Linked DNA regions of Mus musculus: region 2 is linked to region 1. A link is a contact called in public Hi-C data. All regions are on one chromosome and are shown on one strand. Each heading gives the region's core, a stretch centred on a gene start, on an enhancer-like site or on the middle of the called end of the contact. The rest is flanking DNA. Distances are from core to core; before and after follow the strand shown.

What was found. Hi-C and Micro-C count contacts between places; a contact is called where the count stands out from the background.
Region 2: a Hi-C map of rod photoreceptor shows a contact between it and region 1, with 1.6 times the contacts expected there. The contact joins the enhancer-like site here to the promoter of Plekhm2 in region 1. A contact is called at or near these places in 5 of 39 promoter capture datasets (embryonic stem cells, frontonasal cranial neural crest, hematopoietic stem and progenitor cells and 2 more), 13 of 484 Hi-C or Micro-C datasets (the G1E-ER4 cell line, bone marrow-derived macrophages, conventional dendritic cells and 10 more), 10 of 115 datasets of contacts at active chromatin or transcription factors (the HPC-7 cell line, bone marrow-derived dendritic cells, bone marrow-derived macrophages and 5 more) and 3 of 9 other capture datasets (adipose tissue, bone marrow-derived macrophages and pancreatic islet).

The regions. Positions count from the first base shown.
Region 1 is chr4:141,662,215-141,666,752 of GRCm38.p6, reverse strand. Plekhm2 (pleckstrin homology domain containing, family M (with RUN domain) member 2) reads left to right here and starts at 2,607. Exons shown (of 20, transcript NM_001033150.2): 1 at 2,607-2,892. The coding sequence starts at 2,833.
Region 2 is chr4:141,702,910-141,707,087 of GRCm38.p6, reverse strand. It overlaps Ddi2 (DNA-damage inducible protein 2), which reads left to right. Exons shown (of 10, transcript NM_001017966.2): 4 at 1,030-1,156; 5 at 3,849-3,976. Among named protein-coding and RNA genes, the nearest start is that of Ddi2, 18 kb to the left of the region's middle. Within about 2 kb of position 1,672, at least 28 of the 459 cell types and tissues checked have an H3K27ac peak or open chromatin away from gene starts, as enhancers often do. A contact at or near this core is called in rod photoreceptor, where this site is marked.

The DNA of each region.
Region 1 (4,538 bases), core at 1,358-3,857:
GCTACACAGAGAAACCCTGTCTCAAAAAACAAAAAAACAAAACAAAAAACAAAAAAACACAACCTAGTACAGGATCTAGTGGCCGTGATTATACACAGCCTTAGTCACAGTAGTGGGGAAGCAGAGACAAGCAGGTCTCTGTTAAGGTCAACCTGGTCTACACAGTGAGTTTCAGGCCAACCAGAAAAACTATATAGAGAAAGAACTATTTCAAAAAGAAAGAAAGAAAGAGAGAAAGAAAGAAAGAAAGAAAGAAAGAAAGAAAGAAAGAAACGAAGGAAGGAAGGAAGGAAGAAAGGAAAAGGAAAGGAAAGGAAAGGAAAGGAAAGGAAAGGAAAGGAAAAAGGAAAGGAAAGGAAAGGAAAGGAAAGGAAAGGAAAGGAAAGGAAAGGAAAGGAAAAAGGAAAGGAAAGGAAAGGAAAGGAAAGGAAAGGAAAGGAAAAAGGAAAGGAAAGGAAAGGAAAGGAAAGGAAAGGAAAGGAAAGGAAAGGAAAGGAAAGGAAAGGAAAGGAAATAAGACAAAAATTATAGGCATGGCTTAATGTTTTCGCTTGGGTTTTGTTGTTGTTTGCGACAGGATCTCAGTAGTAGCCCAGGCTGGCCTACAACTCACTGTGTAGCTGAGGATGGCTTGTAAGTCCTCCTGCCTTCGCTCCCCAAGTGCTGAGATGACAGGTGTGCACTGCCTGGCTAACACTTGGTTGTAGTATGGAGTCCTGCAGCCGCTAGCTAGGCCCCGAGTGGGAAGGAATGCAGGAATCCCAGGTTTTCTTTCCTTTTCCAGAGTTTATTTGATCCATTATCCAGTCCTAGAGAAACCAAACTTTAAAACTATCACATGGTCGGGCTCTCCTTGGAGGTCAGGAAAGGGGTGAGGTCCTCTGTTCCGTAGGCTGTAGATAGAATTAGTGCTTCCACGGGGGACTTTAGGGGTGAGTTCACGATTGAAGACTAGGGAGCCAGAAGGGAGAGTTTTGGTGTCTGAGAATTAAAGACTGGATTTATTGCTCTGTGAGGTTATGTTTATTTTGGGACCAAACTTAGAGAAGTGATCCAGGTAGGAATCAGAACCCAAGTGTAGATAGAGCTGGTGCCTTTGGGCAGGGCATGTGTTCAGTGAATTATGCTGGACTTGGGGCTGATGGAGGGAAGCCTGCAGTAGGATACAGTGGAGGGAGGTGTGTCCTTTGTTTGTTTGTTTGTTTTTTCGAGACAGGGTTTCTCTGTGTAGCCCTGGCTGTCCTGGAACTCATTCTGTAGACCAGGCTGGCCTCAAACTCGGAAATCCGCCTGCCTCTGCCTCCGGAATGCTGGGATTAAAGTGTGCGCCGCCACTGCCCGGCTTAGTCACCTTCCTATTGCTATGATGAAACACCATGACCAAAGCTACTTGGGGGTGGAGGAGGGGTTTATTTGGCTTACATGTCCCGAATTACAGTCTACTGAGGGATGCTAAGTCAGGAAGTCAAACCAGGCAAGAACCTGGAGGCAGGAGCTGATGGCTTGTCTTCCCCTACGTTGCTCAGCCTGCTTCCTTATAGAACCCAGGACCACCAGTCCAGGGATGGCACCACAATGGGCTGTGTTCCCTCCCACCCCCCATCAATCACTAATTAAGAAAATGTCATACAGCCTTATCTTATGGAGGCGTTTTCTCAACTGAGTTTTTCTCCTCTCAGATGAACCTAGCTTGTGTCCCTGGTCGAGCTGACACAAAACTAGCCAAGACAGAGGGTGTGAGGGCCGATAGGGAAGAGGGCTTGTTTTGGAAGTAGAAGATACCTTGAGAACGGTGAATTGGAGTGTTGGAGAGGATGGAGGGCTGAGCTCTGGCATCAGGGCAACGTTGGGTGCTGGAGTGGCTCTAGGCGGTCCAAACCTCGGAACCCTGGGGTGTGCGTGGAGCAGTTGGAAAGGAATAGGTAGGTGTCTCTGCCAGGCCAAGCCTTGTCTCCAGAGTCTCTCGAGTATTCGGGTATATCTGGGGCCCCTTGTGGGCAAGGGTGAGGAATGTCAGGTTTGGAATGAGGGAGGGGCCCCGTCTGTCCTGGTCCTGAGTGGGGTCTTCAAGGAGTTGGCCGGGTCCTGGAAGGAGAGCCTTTGAATGTTACAGGGAAGGGAAGTGTGGGCAAGGAGAGAGGGAGCAATATCTAAGGAGCTGGGGCAGTTTTTAGGCCCGTGCAGGGCCTTGCTGCAAGGGGTTAGGGGAACGACAACACGGACAATACGGTATCTCAGAGGAGCTGGGAGGGGGCCCGGGGTCTGTGAGGTTCCCGGGGTCTTTGAGCAGGGTGGCTCTGGAGATCGGTGAGCTCCCAGGGTCTCATGAGGAGTTTGTGCAGGATTGGGAAGTGGGAGGCGAAGTCTTTGAGTCCCAGCGTGTTTGAGGTCCCGAGGCTCTGCGGTGCCGGATCTATGCGATTCTGGCTCTGTGAGGTCCTGGGTCTATGCGATCCGGGCTGTGTGAGTCCCCTAGGTCTGCAGGTCCCCGGGGCTCCGGATCTCTGAGCTCCCAGGTCTCCATCGCCCCGGGTCTCGGAGGAGGCGGGCCCGCCTGGTCGCCGCCGTCCCTCCCGGCCGGTGCTGGCGCCGCCCCGCCTGACATCAGTTCCTGCGGCCGCGCAGGGCCCGCGTCTCCTTCCCGGCTCGGCGCTCGGGAGGCGGCGGCGGCGGAGCGAGGCCCGGGCGAGGCGAGGCGAGGCGAGACGAGGGCGGCGGGCGCCGGGGCCCGCGGCCGGCACGACGGAGCCCCCGCACGGCCGGCGGCAGCGGTTGGCGGCGGCCCCGGGCTCCCGGCGTGGGAAGCGGCGGCGGGGCGGCGGCGGCAGCGCCATGGAGCCGCGGGAGGTGAAGGACCGAATCCTGGAGAACATCTCGCTGTCGGTGAAGAAGGTGAGCGGCCTCCTTCGGCCCCGACCCCCTCCCCGGTCCCCGTCGCTAGTCCCCCCCGGGTCGCCTCCATGACCGGGACCCCGGGCCACTGTCGTCCTGGCGACCCTGGGCCCTGCTGGAGAAGCAGGCGACTCCCGGGAGCGCCGCGGCCTCCGAGCTATTTTTAAAGAACAAAGTTGAGGTCAGCGTCCTCGGAGCTCCCCGGTGCCCGAATCGGCCTTGTCTTCCCGCGACTGGCCCGTGACACCTCGGGAAGGCTGCGGGTAGGACGGGGCAGGGAGAGCATCCTCGAGGAATCCACTGCATCTTCCCTCCCTCCCTCGGGGCAAAGGCCGAGAACCAGCACCTGCTGGTCACCCCAGCTGTGCCCTGCGACATTGCTTGGGGACCCACGGAATCCCCAAGTCGTCCTAACTCCAGGATGGCAGTTTAGAAAAAAGCGAGTTACAGAGCTCTGAGTGAGGACCTGAGGTGTCTAGGGTTGTAGTTTTGGAAGGTAAGCCGTGGGACGGTGACACTATGACACTTTGGGTTGGGGCTTGTTAGTATTGGTCATTGCCCCAATTCCTGGTAGGAATGACTACCTGTCAAGGGCACGCACAGGGGTGAGGAGACAGGCCAGCCTCAGAAGGCTGGGTGTGGTGATGCATCTCTGTCATCCAGCACACAGGAGGCTAAAGCAGAGTCCTGAGGTCCAAGCTAGCCTGGACTACATAGTGAAACCGAAAAATAGAGGAGTGGGGAAGATTGACTAGCCTGCCTTCATGCTTTTTCTGTGTGTGTGTGTGTGTGTGTGTGTGTAACTATACTTTAGGAGCTGTGTGTGTGTCCGTATGTAAATGGGAGAGTGGAGGTCAGAGGTCAACTTTTGAGAATTGATTCTCTCCTATCCTGTTAATTCCAGTACTCAAACTCAATGTGTAAGTTTTGGCAGCAATGCCTTCACCCACTGAAGCATTTCTCTGGCCCTCTTCTTTCTTGCTTTTCTTTTCTTTTCTTTTCTTTTCTTTTCTTTTCTTTTCTTTTCTTTTCTTTTCTTTTCTAACAGTCTCACTATACAGACAAGGCTAACCTCAAACTCTCCCTCCAGAGTGCTGGCCTTAAAGATGAGTACCACACCGCCTGCCTCCTTTAGGGTTCTTTGTGCATAGAGGCACATGCCTTTGATCCCAGCATTTGAGAGGCAGAGTCAGGTGGGTTTCTATGAGTGTGAGGCCAGCCTGGTCTACATAGTGAGTTCCAGGACAGCCAGAGCTACATAGTGAGACTGTATCTTGAAGAAAAAACAAACAAACAAGAAAACCAAAACAAACAAACAAACAAAAAACAGAAAATAAAAAATAAAAAGGTTTCTGCTTCTAATAAGGCCTACTCCAAGAGAGGAAGCTAGTGGTGGCCATTTAGTTTGAAGGAAGCTGCGCAGTTCTAATTCTCTCTCTGAACAACTAGCCGGGTGCTGGCTCACACCTTTAATCCCAGCGCTCAGCTGCTAGAGGCAGGTGGATCTCTGCAAGTTCAAGGCCAGCCTGGTCTACAGAGGAGAGTGCTACCACAGGCAGGGAAGGCTAAATGAAGAAACCCTGTCTCTAAAAATAAAACCAAGGGCTGGAGAGATGGCTCACGGGTTAAGAGCACTGACTATTCAG
Region 2 (4,178 bases), core at 423-2,922, 41 kb before region 1:
AAGTTTTATAGTTGTGCACAACAATGTCCAACTCCTAGTTTGTACACATCTACATACTGTTTGTTGTAATTACATCCTATAGTAATAGCACACCATGCTCTCTGTTACCTTTCTTGCACGTTTTCCATCGAGACCATGAAATTGTGGTAGACTGATTTATACTTAGTTTATCTGGCTTAAGGCAGACTGTAGAACAAAGGGAGTGAGCCCAGGTGAGAAAGGGATAGCACAGGGCTCTGCTTCATTCCTGGTGGCAGGATAATGAATGTCATAGGGGAGTAGAGAAGAGGAGGCATCTTTCTGCCATACATGGCCTTGCCACACTTGGCCATATTGAGAAGCTGTTGACTGAGTAGAAACAACATAATAGGAATTTCTAGTAATAATAAAGAGGGACAATAAGAGTAGCGGAGGTGGCTGATCTGGTGAGGATGAGCTAGCAGATTTGAAGTCAAGTCTGACAATCCAGGGTCAGCCTTGGAACCCCATAGAGTAGAAGGAGGGAGCTAACTCCCACAGATTACCCCTTCTCACCACCACTTGCCGGCTGAGGCTGCACAAACATACACATGGCTCTGTACACACAAATGTATGAGGAGAGAATTGCCGAGTTCATTGTTGTCTTACACCCGGGGAATCCTCGGACTAAGGAAGCTGGAGCAGAAATCTGAGGTCAGAATGGTAAGTAATGGCGAGTGACACATTCTTGTCTTCTAACTTTTAAGCTAAGGAGTACAAGGTTGTGGCTGGGAAGATTTTGTTCATGTATACATCTAAAATAAAAGGTTTTTGTTGTTTTTTTGAGACAGGGTCTCTCTGTGTAGCCCTAGCTGTCCCGGAACTTGCTCTGTAGACCAGGTTAGCCATGAACTCAGATTTGCCTGCCTTTGCTTGTATATCCCAAGTGCTGGGATTAAAGTCAGGTGCCACCACTGCTCAGCTGGGGTGGGGGGTGGCTTTTTTTAAATTATGGATTAAAAAAAAGAAAGTGTAGAGCTAAATATGTGCCCCCCCCCTCCATTTTTGTAGAGAAATTCTCTAGGGTCTTGGTGGAGCAGCAGCAGGACCGAGCCCGGAGAGAACAAGAACGGATTCGTCTGTTTTCTGCTGACCCCTTTGATCTCGAAGCTCAGGCAAAGATAGAAGAAGATATAAGGTAAGATCCATCGATCTAACGAGCAAGCTCACAGCATCCAGGTCATCGGGCTGGATGTCTGCTCCCCTGTCTCCAAGCTGAGAGAGTAACCTAAGTCTTTTCAGGTGACTCTGCTTCATTGTCCCCTCGTTCTGATCCAGTACTTCAAAAATACTTAATGGCTTCCTACTTGGGTTTTGTGAACTCTGATTAGCAGACAAAACAGCTTGTCCTAGGCTGATGGAGGAGAAACCCCATCTGCTAAAATCAGTAGACCGGCTATGACAGCTGATTTCAATCCTGATTAAACCAGAGCTTGATGGTGATTGGATTAGAGAGCTCTGCACAAGTGGCATCTGGTAGTCCAGAGTCTGTCTTCTTTCTGCTTTCCTTTGCTGTCTCAGTTGGTGGATAAGCTCTTTGCCTGGCCCATTTCCAACTCCGAGCCTCTGATGCAGTGGGTCTGTGCTAGGGCTGTATTAAAAGCATGCAGTATGCTTTTAAAACTGTAGGTGCCCGAGTCTTCTCTCTAGTCTGTGAGTCAGGATCTGCCAGAGTGGAGCCCAGGCAGGCGCAGTGGTGCTGACAGAGTGCTGGCCCATCACTAGTCATAAGCAAGATGCTGCCTGAATAAAATGGCATCTGCTCCCCAACCCCAAGTCAGGTTTAGGTGCTGATGGCAAAAACCCTGTAAATACAAGGAGCAATTCTTGTATTCTGCTAAGTGGGGTGGGAGCTTTATCTGTAGTTACCTAGTTTGCTTGCTTTATTATACTCAATGGCTCTCCCCACCCTTTTGCTTCCATTGGGAACCTTGCCATTCATGCTTGCTAGACTAGTTTTTTATTACCAGGCTGCATCTCTGGCCCTCTGACTGGACTCAAAATTGAAGAAATACAAATTATATTCTAGAATTAATTGAAAGCCCTAAGCTATTTGCTCAAGTCGGTTGTGTTTCCCCCACTCTCTTGCATAGTTAGGCAAGTGTTCAGTCACTGAGTCAGCCTCAGCTCTGTTTCACATTTTATTTTCAGACAGGATCTTCACTAAGTTGCCAAGCTGGCCTTGAACTGTTTCCTGCTTTGGCCTCTACACTAGCTGGGACTGCAGGTTCTAATCAGAGATTTTTGACTGTCTGTGGACATGACTAGCTGAGTCTGCCCAGAGAAACAGTTTGTTCTTACTGTGTCACATTGCAGCTGTAAGGGAGCCTGCCATTGACGGAAGCATGGTTGCATTCATCCTGGAAAAGGAAAGGGGTGGGAAAGCACATAGACAGACTCTGCAAGTAGAGTGAGTGCAGCATATCCAAGCAGGTCCTTTCCTACAGGGGGCCGTAAAGGAAACTGGGAGATGTGAAGAAAGCAGATCGCTCCATACCCCAAGCTGACCAGACACTGCTGTGTATCTGGGGCTGCCCTGAAGCCCTATTTGGTTGGTTGGTTGGCTCACTGGATTTATTGTTCTTTGAGATGGGGGCTAACTGTGTAGCACTGGTTAGTCTTGAACTCAGAGATCCACCTACCTCTGTGTGTGCCACCATGCATGCTAAATATTTAGTTTAATTTTATTGGTGTGTGTGTGTGTGTGTGAGACAGACAGACAGACATGACTGTTGGTGGCCTGTTGTATTATCTGGCACTGGAATCACAGGCAGCTGTGAACTGCCTAACGTGGACGCTGGGCAAACTCAGGTTCTCTGGGAAACAGTAATCACCAAGACCACCAGGTCATCTTTCCAACCCAAGGAATGTGGTCAAGTCTAGCCAGAATTAAAACATTTTTATTACAGTTATTTGTTGGGGGTGTGTATGCGCGTGTGTGACAGTCAGAAGACAACTTGCTGGAATTAGATCTCTCCTTTTTCCTTGTGGAACCTGGGGACAGAACAACCTTTTCACAGGGGTCACATACTTACATTATGATAATGTAAAATGGTAGCAAAATTGCACTTACGAAGTATCAACAAAATAATTTTATGATTGAGGGTCACCATACATGAGGAACTTCATTAGGAAGGTTGAAACCACTCTCTTAAACTCTACCCAGCTACCTCTGCCGCTTAAGGTTGGTATTATGAAGGTCACCATCCAGCAATGCATTGTTTAAAAGAAAATATTAGCTGTAAGTTCTGGCACATTCCTTTAATTCCAGAACTCAGAAGGTAGAGGCAGACAGATCTCATGAGTTTGAGGCTAACATGCTATTCAGAGCAAGTTCCAGGACAGCCAGAGCTACAGAGAAACCCTGTTTCAAAAAAAAAAAATCCGAAAATAAAGGAGCATTCTTGCAGGGTATAGTGGTATATATTATATAATCCCAACACTGGAGAGGCTGAGATGAGAGGGTTACAAGTTCAAGTACAACCTGGGCTGTATACTAAGAACCTGTCTCAAGTAGTATTCATGAAATTTCAATATTTGGTAAGATAAAAAGGGCAATGACCTTGCTTTCTAGGAGTTTTTCCATCTTGAGCTTTTAAAGAAGAATAATTTAACTTGAGGATGGTTGTTATGCTGTGTTAGGTGGTCTCCAACCTGTGTCTCATTGTCCACTGCTGAGTCACCTATTCACCTATGAGGGAACATAGAATCAATTTCCATTCTGTGACTCTGCTGTCCCAGTTCGGGGAAAACCCACTTTCACATGAGTTCCTTCGTGGTGTTCTTTCCTGGGAGCGGGGCTTCCAGTGTCATGCTCTGGCTTGTTGCAGGCAGCAGAACATCGAGGAGAACATGACGATAGCTATGGAGGAGGCCCCGGAGAGCTTCGGCCAGGTCGCCATGCTGTACATCAACTGCAGAGTGAACGGGCATCCTGTGAAAGCCTTTGTCGACTCAGGTGACAGACGGCAGGGAAGGGGAGCCCCATGACTTAGACAGACACTGAGGTTTTCAGTCTGTGTTGGTAGCAGAGACCTTTGCCCAGTCATTTCTTACCAGGGTTTGTATTTGAGTAGCTCTGTCTTCTACTGTTACTGGTGGTCACTTAACCAAAGAACTGAAAAGAGAAGCTTAAACAGAAGGAGATACCGTTGTGCTTG